2 separate regions of the Pan troglodytes genome follow, and region 1 is linked to region 2. The links are chromatin contacts, called in public HiChIP or PLAC-seq maps. All regions are on one chromosome and are shown on one strand. Each heading gives the region's core, a stretch centred on a gene start, on an enhancer-like site or on the middle of the called end of the contact. The rest is flanking DNA. Distances are from core to core; before and after follow the strand shown.

Region 1 (5,089 bases), core at 2,053-4,552, 150 kb after region 2:
TGTTTTTGTTTTTTGAGATAGGGTTTCGCTCGTCACCCAGGCTGGAGTGCAATGGCTCGATCTCAGCTCACTGTAACCTCTGCCTCCTGGGTTCCAGTGATTCTCCTGCTTCAGCCTCCCGAGTAGCTGGGATTACAGGTGCATGCCACCACACCTGGTTAATGTTTGTATTTTTTTGTAGAGACGGTGTTTCGCCATGTTGGCCAAGCTGGTCTCGATCTCCTGACCTCAGATGATCCACCCACCTTGGCCTCCCAAAGTGCTGGGATTACAGGTGTGAGCCACTGCACCCAGCCCAGCTGCCTTCTGTGATGGAGAAAGCTCTGATGTGGGCCAGACAGACCTGGGTCTAGTCCCAGCTCTACCAGTACTCAGCTGTGTGACCTCAGGCCAGTTGCTTTTCCTCTCTGAGCCTCAGTTGTCTCCTCTGTAAACTGGAGTTAAGAATAGGGGCTGGGAAGCTTTTTTGGCAAAGTGCGAAAATATTTTAGGACTTGTGGGCCATAAACTATCTCTATTGTATAGTTTTTTGTTGTTTCTTCTTCTTTTTATAACACTTTTAAAATGTAAAAACAATTATTAGAACAATTATTAATGCCTCAGCCAGATTTGGCTCATGGACAGCTTGGAGGAGTGGTTTTATTATCATTTTGCTCCAGAATTTGGTCAAGTTGTGGAAAATGAGGTTCCCATGCCATCCCAGTGTCAACCCAACAACATAGCAAGCAAGGATCAGTGGAAGCCTTGCTTTACCTGTTGTTGTAACATACTGAGAAGACGACTGGATCTCCCATTCTTCCACAAGCAAAACCCTTTTGGCCCTCTGGGACCATGTCAGTAGGCCCAACCCTGGAGCCTAGAAACTAGGCCAGCAAAATATGGCTCTGACTTCCTGGCCTTGTGTCTTGAGCGGAATTAGTCTCAGCTGACCAACATTCCCTTGCCTAGGAAAGGTCACTGGGGAAATAATCTTAAGAGTAGAATAAGAGGCCGGGTGTGGTGGCTCATGCGTGTAATCCTAGCACTTTGGGAGGCCAAGGTGGGTGGATCACTTGAGGCCAGGAGTTTGAGACCAGCCTGGCCAACATGGTGAAACTGTGTCTCTATTAAAAATACAAAAAATTAGCTGGGCGTGGTGGCGGGCACCGGTAATCCCAGCTACTCGGGAGGCTGAGGCAGGAGAATCGCTTGAACCCAGGAGGTGGAGGTTGCAGTGAGCCAAGATCGCACCATTGCACTCCAGCTTGGGCAACAGAGCGAGACTCCACCTAAAAAAAAAAAAAAAATTAGCCAGGTGTGGTGGCACATGCCTGTAATCCCAGCTACTTGGGAGGCTGAACTTGGGAGGTGGAGGTTACAGTGAGCCAAGATTGTGTCACTGTACTCCAGCCTGGGTGACAGAGTGAAACTCCGTCTCAAAAAAAAAAAAAAAAAAAAAAAGAAAGTATAGTAAGAATAAGAAACACCACTCTTGGCCTCAGTTTGCCCATCTGAAAAATGTGTGCACTAACAGTAGCTACCTCTTTGGGTTACTGTGAGAGAAGTAAAGGTGTTAAACCATCCAAAGTACCCGGCTCACACTAAGTGCTCAATACATGTTCCTGGTGTCATGACTGTGTACTGGAGGCATGCCAGACCCGGCCTGTACCCCACCTTCAGCGCACGGGTTGTGCAGGAGGTTCCTGTGCAGGCTCCGTAAGAAGTAGAAGATCTTCCAGTCGGCCACGGGCTGGTCCCAGTCCTCGGTGATGAAGCCCTCTCGCAGGCACTTGCGTTTCCAGAGGGTCACGAGGTCGATGAGGTCCCGCCAGAGGCTGCAGACCAGGCGGCAGTTCAGCAGCAGCTGGCGGGCGGGCACGTGCGTGAACAGCTCCAGCAGGATGTTCTCGGGCAGCTCGTTGATGTTCCCCACAGCCATGGCTTGTGGCTTCTGGACACCCTCCTGTAGCTGTTGAAAAGCTATGCTGCAGGCCTCATCCCTGCTCTGCCATTTATCTCGGGAGAGCATGGTGCCTCTCCCAGCCTGTTTCCTTCTCTGTAAATGGATGCCTTACCTCCAGGGGTCACTGGGGCGGTCCAAGGAGCTTGGGACACATCAGGTACTTTAATAAAAGGTGAGCTCTGATTTTTTTTCTCTGGCCTCTCACAATAGAGGTGGAAGGCACTGCCCAAGGTCAAAAATAAGGGCAGAGGGGGAAGGAGCCCGGATCTTCTTTGATTCCAGGGCCAGCCTTTTTCAGTAGGCCAGTCTTTAATGGGGATATAATGCGCAGCCGGGCAGAGCACCCCAGGCCTCCGGTGCCGTCACCATCCTCTCTCCCATCCTCAGAACATGATGGGAGGAGGAGGCTAATTATCACTGCCTCCCGCGGAGGTCCAAAGGGCTCCAGCCACCTTCTCAAGATCTCAGAGGACATGATCTCCTGCCTAGGTGGGAGTGGCAAGAGGGTGGGCGACAGGGAAGGGCCCTTCCTATCTCCCCACCCCCACCCCCAGCCCCGCGGCTGGGCTCCGCCAGCCCCAAGTCCGCCAGCGCGCCTGCAGCCTCCCCTTCCCACGCTGTGCCTTAAAATGCCCCCCAAAGTCTGGGCTCGGACCCCTGTACATCGATGGCGACCCCAGCCCCCGTTCGCAGCCGCGCAGCGCAGCCCGGGCAAGCTCGGCGGCCTGGGCCTAGTCGGTGCCAGGCCTCCCTCGGCAACTGCGGCGCGACCCGGAACCCAGGAGCCTTCCCGGCAGCCCCCGCCCAGCCGCGCCCCCTCCCCAGCGCCCCCCGCGCCCCCTCCTGCCGGTCACCTGCGCTCTGCCGCCGCGGCACGATCCGCTGGGCCGCCCAAGCTGCACCGCCTGGACCTGCGCTTGCCTGGGAAGCGAGGCCCCGCCCCGGCCCGCCAGGCCCCGCCCCCGCGCCCCGCGCCCCGCCCCGCGCAGCGCTGGGCCAGGGACGCACCCCCACCGCGTCGTAGGAAAATTACCTGGTGTGGGGGGTGGGGCGGAAGGCACCTCCTATACCCCGACTCCGCCTGGGCCACCCGCCCCGCACCCTCGGCCTGACCCAGCCTCTCCGTGCCTCCCCTAGCCGCCTCCTCCCAGCAGTCCCCCAGGAGCGAGCTGCGAGATGCCCCAAATCGGACCCCTCCCCAGCTGGAAAAAAAACGACTCCTGACCTTTCCCAGCCTCCTCGGTCCGCTGAGGAACCCGCAGCCCCGGGCCTCGAGCAGACTGCTGGGACTGCGGGGCGGCCGGGCGCGGGGCCAGAGGCGGGGCGGGGCGGGTCGGGTCGGGGGCCTTTAAGAGGCGCGGTCGCCGGGACCGACACAGACGCGGACAGCGCCGGGACTCGCCGCCCCGGGACTCGCGCAGCCCGCAGCGCTCCGACTCCTCCTTCTCTCGCGACCGCCCTCCGCAGCGATGGACGGAGACGGTGACCCAGGTAGCCGCCGCCTGGACCGCTCGCTGCGGCGGGGAGGGGAGATGGGGTCGGCGGGCGAGCGCTGCACAGAGGGGCGTCAGAGAGCGAGGGGACCCGGAGACCTGGCGCGGCAAACTTTCACGCCAGCGAAGTCCTAGAGGCGGTCTCCAAAGAGCACGTCTCTCTGCTATCTTGGTCTGGCGGGAGGCCTTGAGAGGCGACTGGCAAGGAGAGAGAACTCCTGGGTCCCATTTAGCCAGGAAGTAGCACCAGAGGACCCCCACATTCCCGCCTCCCAGCTTCCTGAGGGTCTGTCTGGCGGGGGCCTGGGATGCGTCTGGGAGGGAGGCTGCGAGCCTTTTCTTTCATCAGCTCTTCCAGCTCTGGGCCTTGGACCGTCTGAATCCCCGTGGGTTCCTTGGGGTCCCAGGCCTGGCCTCACCTATTCCTGCCTTCCTCCTGAGCTCCCTTGTCTGGAGGGGCTGCCCCTCCCCGGGGTAGTGAGATGCCCAGTGGGGACCCGACTAGCAGTGAGGGAGCGTTGGGGGCAGCTTTGGCTGGTGCTCAGGGCCTTCCCAGGCTGCCCAATCATCCTCTCTGGCACCCAAGACCCCTCACCCCCATCCCTCCAACTCCCTGCGGGGCCTGCAGGGGTTGCCTGCTGAGTCAGGATGGAAACAAGACCTGCCTGCAGACAGCCCTCACTCTTTCCTCATCAGGTCCAGCTGGGGATGGGCATTGCTTGGGTTAGGCGGTGGCAAACAGACTGATGAAAGCTCAGGCCCCCCCTCACCCCCCATTCCCCCGCCTCCAGCCCTGAAAATTCCAGCTCCTGCAGCCCTTGCTCCCAATCCACGGCCTTCTGGCCACACCCTCTGTAGGGCTCCAGAACTGGCTCCTGCTTTTTCCCAGGGCTGAGCTATTCCCTGGACTCTGGGGCCCACTCCAGGTGAGTGAATCAGCCTCGCAGGCAGGCAGCTTCCAGGGGCCAGATAACTTTCCGCCGGCAACAATGTGGGGAGTTGTGTGTGTAAGAGAGAGGGTGGGGGGAGCTGTAATTGGATCTGGGGCCTCGAGTGCCAGGCCCCGGGGCCAGAAGAGGGGACTGGGTGAGGTGCACCTTTCGGGGAGCATCAGGTGTCCGATGGGGCCAGGGCCGGAGGGAGGGCTGGAGAGGTGAGGACACTGGGCCTAGCTCCCCAGAGAGCTGTGGGCATCCGCCTGGGCAGGCGATGTGACTTCAGGGCCTGGCATTTTCCTCTGTCTTCCTGCTGTTCTGCGATGTGGTCTGGGAGAAGCTGTTAAGCCTTTTTTGGCCTCAGTTTCCTCTTTGCCAAAGGGGCCGGTGTAAATCCCCACATCATAAAGATGTGGCCAAAAAAATGCTAATAAGGAAGGAGAAGTGCTGTGTTCAATGAGGTTCACTCAGTAAGATTGACTGAGGACTCACTGTGTGCTCTGGGCTCTGTGAAAGCTCTCAAGGGCCTGACTGTGGGTTGGGCAGGGAGGAGAGGCTGCATATGAGGAGGTTAGGGGCTGGTGGGCCTGGAGACTTGGGTCTGGGTCCTGCCACCTGTCCCCTTCCCCAGTGCCTGGCCTGTTCCCACCACCGCCTTGGCTCTCCAGGGCCTAGCCCACGGGAACTCCCCATCCGTAGGTCAGAGCTGTAGTCTTCCT
Region 2 (5,114 bases), core at 278-2,777:
TATACCGTTTAAGAATTTAATGATAAAAAGTCACGCATGTTGTTTCACCCCAGCAGTGTTGGCTTTACTAAAAACACATACTCTAAGAATCCCATACATGAAAGTTGGAACTTAATCAAGAACATGTCAGAGAGAAGCTGCTTGAGCAAGAAAATATCTGAAAAGCAAGCTCTCCTAGAAGAGAAGCAAGGCCTCCTTAACAGTTTATGAGCACACACCTGTTAGGCGCACATACTGCCTGCCAGTGCCTTTCACTCTAAGTCTCTCTGTAAGCTGTAAAAGCAAACAGTTTAATGGCAAATACATACTCTATCCAGGTTAAGGTGCCACAGATTTATAAACGTGTAAAAACACCAGACCTTGTTTTGGGGTTAAGGTGAGAAAAGGGCTTGCTAAACAGTCTCTTTCCTAGAAGGAAGTTCTCTTACCCACTCACTCCCTGGGCCAGAAGGTCAAAGAGCATCTCTGGTTGGAATCATAATGCTTCGGCCTGAAGTGACCAGGCCACTCACTACTTTAGTTGCCCAAGCAGTATCAAAGGAGCTCACCTCATAGTCTTTCCTGGGAAGAATCTCATCCTCCTCCTCCTGTGTTTCTCCAAGGATGGTCTAGAAAAACAGATCCGCAGAGGGAGCCTTTTTTAGTGGTTAGGAGTGGAAGGAGGCAGAAGTATTTACTGAAATCAGTGGCTACCTTCTAAATCATCTGGAGCCATTATCAAATAGGAACCAGCCCTCAAAAAAAACCTTTCGGGGGTGAGGGACCATGTGGGTGAGGATCTACAGCCATCAGCTGAGCTCTTCATTTCCACTGATAGTCTCCAAATAACCACCCTCCTCTTCAGGACACCTCAAAGATGTCCAACGCCAGCTGAAGAGGGGGGTAAAAATGCAGGTTCCATTTGACAGTGTGACGTATCTGAAATCAGAAAGGACTTGTCAACTCTGGGAACACAACTCAAGTTTTCCCAGGATGCTTTGCAGGGGGAAGCTGGACTGTCAGTGACCCAGAAAGGGTGAGGGATAGAGTGAGAAAGGACTGGAGAAGCTAAAACAGCAGCATGATAAGCACAAAGTCCTGTGAGGAAGCTCATTCTGAAAACGCTTGTTTCATTCCAAACTCTTTTCAGATGGAAATAAAAGGAAACATGGGTGGGATTTACTGGAGCTGGCCTGGATTCTCCCTCAGATTCCAGGAGGGGTTATGAGAAAAGACCCCAGACTTAGGCACGTGAAGCAGGGTAGACGCTTCGAGAGCCCGGGCTGCGGTCCCCAGGCCCCACCCGCTGCCACCTGCGGGCCCAGATTGGCCCGGCCCCACCCCCGGTAACGCCTCTCTCAGTCCCTTAGCAACCGCCCCCTCCCCAGGCCGACTCCGCCGGCTTCTTACCAGCTCCTCGGGGGTGCGGGTCTCACGCTCACCGCAGCAGCAGCACCACCTGCAGCAGCAGCACAGAGACCCCCTGCACCCCGCCATCTTCCTCTTTTACTGCCACTCTGGACCCCTCTAGCAACCCCCTCCCAGCCAGGATCTGCGCCTCACGTGACTGGCCCCGGGACGGTCACGTGGCCCTCTCGAGCTCTGGGACTGAGACCGGGAGTGGCTGCAGACGGGTGGGGCGAGGACTCGCGTCACATGACGATAAAGGCACGGCCTCCAACGAGACCTGTGGGCACGGCCATGTTGGGGGCGGGGCTTCCGGTCACCCGCGCCGGTGATTTCCGCCCTGTAGGCCCGCCTCTCCAGCAACCTGACACCTGCGCCGCGCCCCTTCACTGCGTTCCCCGCCCCTGCAGCGGCCACAGTGGTGCGGCCGGCGGCCGAGAGTTCTGAGTCACCCGGGACTGGAGGGTGAGTGACGGCGAGGCCGGGGTCGCCGGGAGGGAGATCCTGGAGCCGGCAAACAACCTCCCGGGGGCAAGGACGTGCTTGTGGGCGGGGAGCGCTGGAGGCCGGCCTGCCTCTCTTCTTGGGGTGGGGGCTGCCGCCTCCCCTGCGCACCCTTCGCGGGATTAGTGTAACTCCCAATGGCTACCACCTCCAGCGACCGCCAACCCTCAAGCGAAGACTGACTTTGGCTCCCTGCCTGGACGGAGGGGCCCCTGAGCCAGGGGTGACGATCCCGCCCCTCTGACCGGCCCAGGCCCGTGTCCTCGCCCCCATCGGTGACTCAGTGACCTGGTGACTGGATTCTCGGCCACCTGGGCGCCGAGACGGCTTCCGGCTCCTGCCTTTTAAACCTGCCTCCCCGGGGAGCACCTGGAGAAGAGCGCTGGGCCCGGGGCACTGCGGTCCCTGGCGCCCACTGCGTCCCGCTGCGCACGGGGGTCCGCCGGGACCTTTCTGGGAGTCGTAGGCTTAGTATCCCAGTGCTTGGCGCAGACTAGTTGTTCAGTAAATGGCAGAGGCTTATTTTGAGAGAGTGGCAGCACCTGGCCCTTTGGCGCTCAGTGAATGTTGGCTATCGCCGTGTGCCAAACTCTGGGGATACCCCAGGCAGGACACCGGTCCTGGTCTCAGGGAACTGGGGAAAGAGAAAGGAGACAGGCCTTTTCACCCACAATTACAACCCAGGGTGCTATGGGAGTCCAGCTGATAACGGATAAATCGTGGGAGTTGGCTTACAAATATGGCACATGCCTGGCATATACTAGGAATGCAATAAGTCTTTGAAAATCAGAGGATTTACAGGTGGTTCAGCTTCCTCCTACTCTAGGTTCTGTTCCAGCAAGCAATTAACGAGGTGCGCCCTTAAACGCTGGAGGAAAGCCAACTGGCTGCTCTTGCTGTTACTCCTCCCCTCCGCCCCCGTTCCTCACTCCCCACAGCCATCCCCACTGAGAATCTGGAGTTTGAGGTCAGAATGAAAGAAAGCAGCCCTAGAGGGAGAAAGCTTTGGCCCAGGGTTCTTAGTCTGGAATCAACTCCTTGTCTTTGGATGTATCCCCGTGTAGTCTGTGCACCTGTGTGTGTATTTCAGGGGAAGGGAGCAGTGCATTTAATCAGATTGTCAAAAGAGTCTAAGACCCCAAATGGTTAGGTACACAGGGTTAGTGGTGGACAGTCTGAAAGAAATGAACCTCACCTGGGCTTTCCTCTGTTGTGCCATGTCACCACACACCCATTCACTACTGTGTGTTTGCCTATTGCTGTGCAAGTGTTTTGTTTGTTTTTAAGTGTTTGTCTTATTTTCTTAACCAGACTGCCAGATGGCCCTATGCCCTCTGTTGGCCTGTCTGTGCCCTGGTGGCTCTGATTACTTGTTTCTGTTTTTTGTTTTTGTTTTTTTTTTTTTGAGATGGAGTTTTGCTTTTGTCGCCCAGGCTGGAGTGCTATGGCACAATCTTGGTTCACTGCAACCTCTGCCTTCCGGGTTCAAGCGATTCTCCTGCCTCAGCCTCCAGAGTAGCTGGGATTACAGGCGCCCGCCACCAAACCTGGCTAATTTTTATATTTTTAGTAGAGTCGGGATTTCACCATGTTGGCCAGGCTGGTCTCAAACTCCTGGCCTCAGGTGATCCACCCACCTCGGCCTCCCAAAGTGCTGGGATTACAGGTGTGTTTTTTGTTTTTTTAAGAGATGGAGTCTCGCTATGTTGCCCAGGCTGGCCTTGAACTCCTGGGCTCAGGCAATCCTTCTGCCTCAGCCTTCCCAGTAGCTGGGTCACTGTGATGATTTGAATTGAATTCTGTGATGTGTAAGAAGAGCAGCCTGCAAGGCAAGCACAGATGGGGCAGCTTTTGCTCTGAGAAATTCGTGCCTTTACTGAACTTGGGTCTGGCTATTTTTGGAACATGGCCAGCATCAAGTTCTAACCCACAACACGGTCTTTTTGGAGTAGCATGAATTCAGGAGAAATCTGGCTGCATAGTCAAGCCCTCACCCCTTCCATCCTGTGCACGAACTGTTTCAAGTAACAGATGTTCCAGGCAGAGCCAGCCAGAGTGAGCTGTTCCTTCTCTGGAGGGTGATCTGGTATCCCTGAACGCCTGTTGGCCTCATCTCCACCAACCCCTGCAGTCTCTGCCCCTGAGTCCCCCTCCTTCCATCCGCCTCCCCTTACTAGAGCCTCAGCCCTCCCTCCTCGCCTGGAAGCCTTGCCCCCGCCCCCTTGTGCTGGCTGGAGCTCAAGCCTCTTCCTTTGTCGCAGCTCCGCCCAGTTGAACACACCCGCTGGGGAAGGTGCCTCTGTTCCCTCCCCACGCACTCTGGGCCTGAGCTGACAGAGATGGACCATCGAAAAGCCAGGGTCCTCCCAGCTGGGCACTACTGCCCCTCGCTAGGAATATGGGCCTCGCAGGTCGGCAGCATGAGGTCCTCTGTGCCACCTTCCATCAGGTAGCTGTCACCGAGGAGCATGTTGCAGTGCCGGGTGGGGGCTGCCTTGCATGCAAGGAGCCTGGCAGCAGCGGAGGGCAAGGCTTTGAGTGAGGCGGCCCCGACAGCCATAGCTGAGGAGCATGGAGCCACTGGGAGGGGGCAGTGTCACCTTTTTTGGCCTTCTTCCTGTGTGGAAATACAGCACCTCCGGCTTGAACCTGCCACTCAGGTGTCTTGATGTGTCGGGGGTGTGGCTGCCTGCCCCCTGATGCTCCCTGCCCCACCCTGTGCAGTAGGAACCCAGCCATGGTGAACGAAGCCAGAGGAAACAGCAGCCTCAACCCCTGCTTGGAGGGCAGTGCCAGCAGTGGCAGTGAGAGCTCCAAAGATAGTTCGAGATGTTCCACCCCGGGCCTGGACCCCGAGCGGCATGAGAGACTCCGGGAGAAGATGAGGCGGCGATTGGAATCTGGTGACAAGTGGTTCTCCCTGGAATTCTTCCCTCCTCGAACTGCTGAGGGAGCTGTCAATCTCATCTCAAGGTAAACTCATGCAAGGTTAAGGTGGGAGGGGGGAGTGGTGGTGCCTGGGGAGCGAACTGTCAGCCCTGAGGCTGGGCTGCCCTTTAACCCGGCAGAAAACAGCAGCCGGAGGGGGCGGGAAGGAGAAGGCAGAGTGGGTCATCTGATCTGCAACTTCTCCGTTGCCTGTAAAAGTCCCTCCACAGTGTCAAGGTATTTTAGACACACTCTTCAATGGGTTAAAAATGTTGATTCTCACACTGTATTCTTTG

What was found. HiChIP or PLAC-seq counts read pairs in DNA pulled down with a chosen protein or histone mark.
Region 1: an H3K4me3 HiChIP or PLAC-seq map of stem cell-derived excitatory neurons shows a contact between it and region 2, with 2.6 times the contacts expected there. The contact joins the promoter of FBXO2 here to the promoter of CLCN6 in region 2. A contact is called at or near these places in 1 of 7 Hi-C or Micro-C datasets (stem cell-derived neural progenitor cells) and 1 of 1 datasets of contacts at active chromatin or transcription factors (stem cell-derived excitatory neurons).

What each region holds. Positions count from the first base shown.
Region 1 is chr1:220,337,312-220,342,400 of NHGRI_mPanTro3-v2.0_pri, forward strand. FBXO2 (F-box protein 2) reads left to right here and starts at 3,303. Exons shown (of 6, transcript XM_514389.7): 1 at 3,303-3,433. The coding sequence starts at 3,412. FBXO44 (F-box protein 44) reads right to left here and starts at 2,909. Exons shown (of 9, transcript XR_010148253.1): 1 at 2,797-2,909; 2 at 1,654-1,948.
Region 2 is chr1:220,185,602-220,190,715 of NHGRI_mPanTro3-v2.0_pri, forward strand. CLCN6 (chloride voltage-gated channel 6) reads right to left here and starts at 1,528. Exons shown (of 23, transcript XR_679837.5): 1 at 1,390-1,528; 2 at 549-608. MTHFR (methylenetetrahydrofolate reductase) reads left to right here and starts at 1,590. Exons shown (of 12, transcript XM_001141040.7): 1 at 1,590-1,851; 2 at 4,615-4,863. The coding sequence starts at 4,628.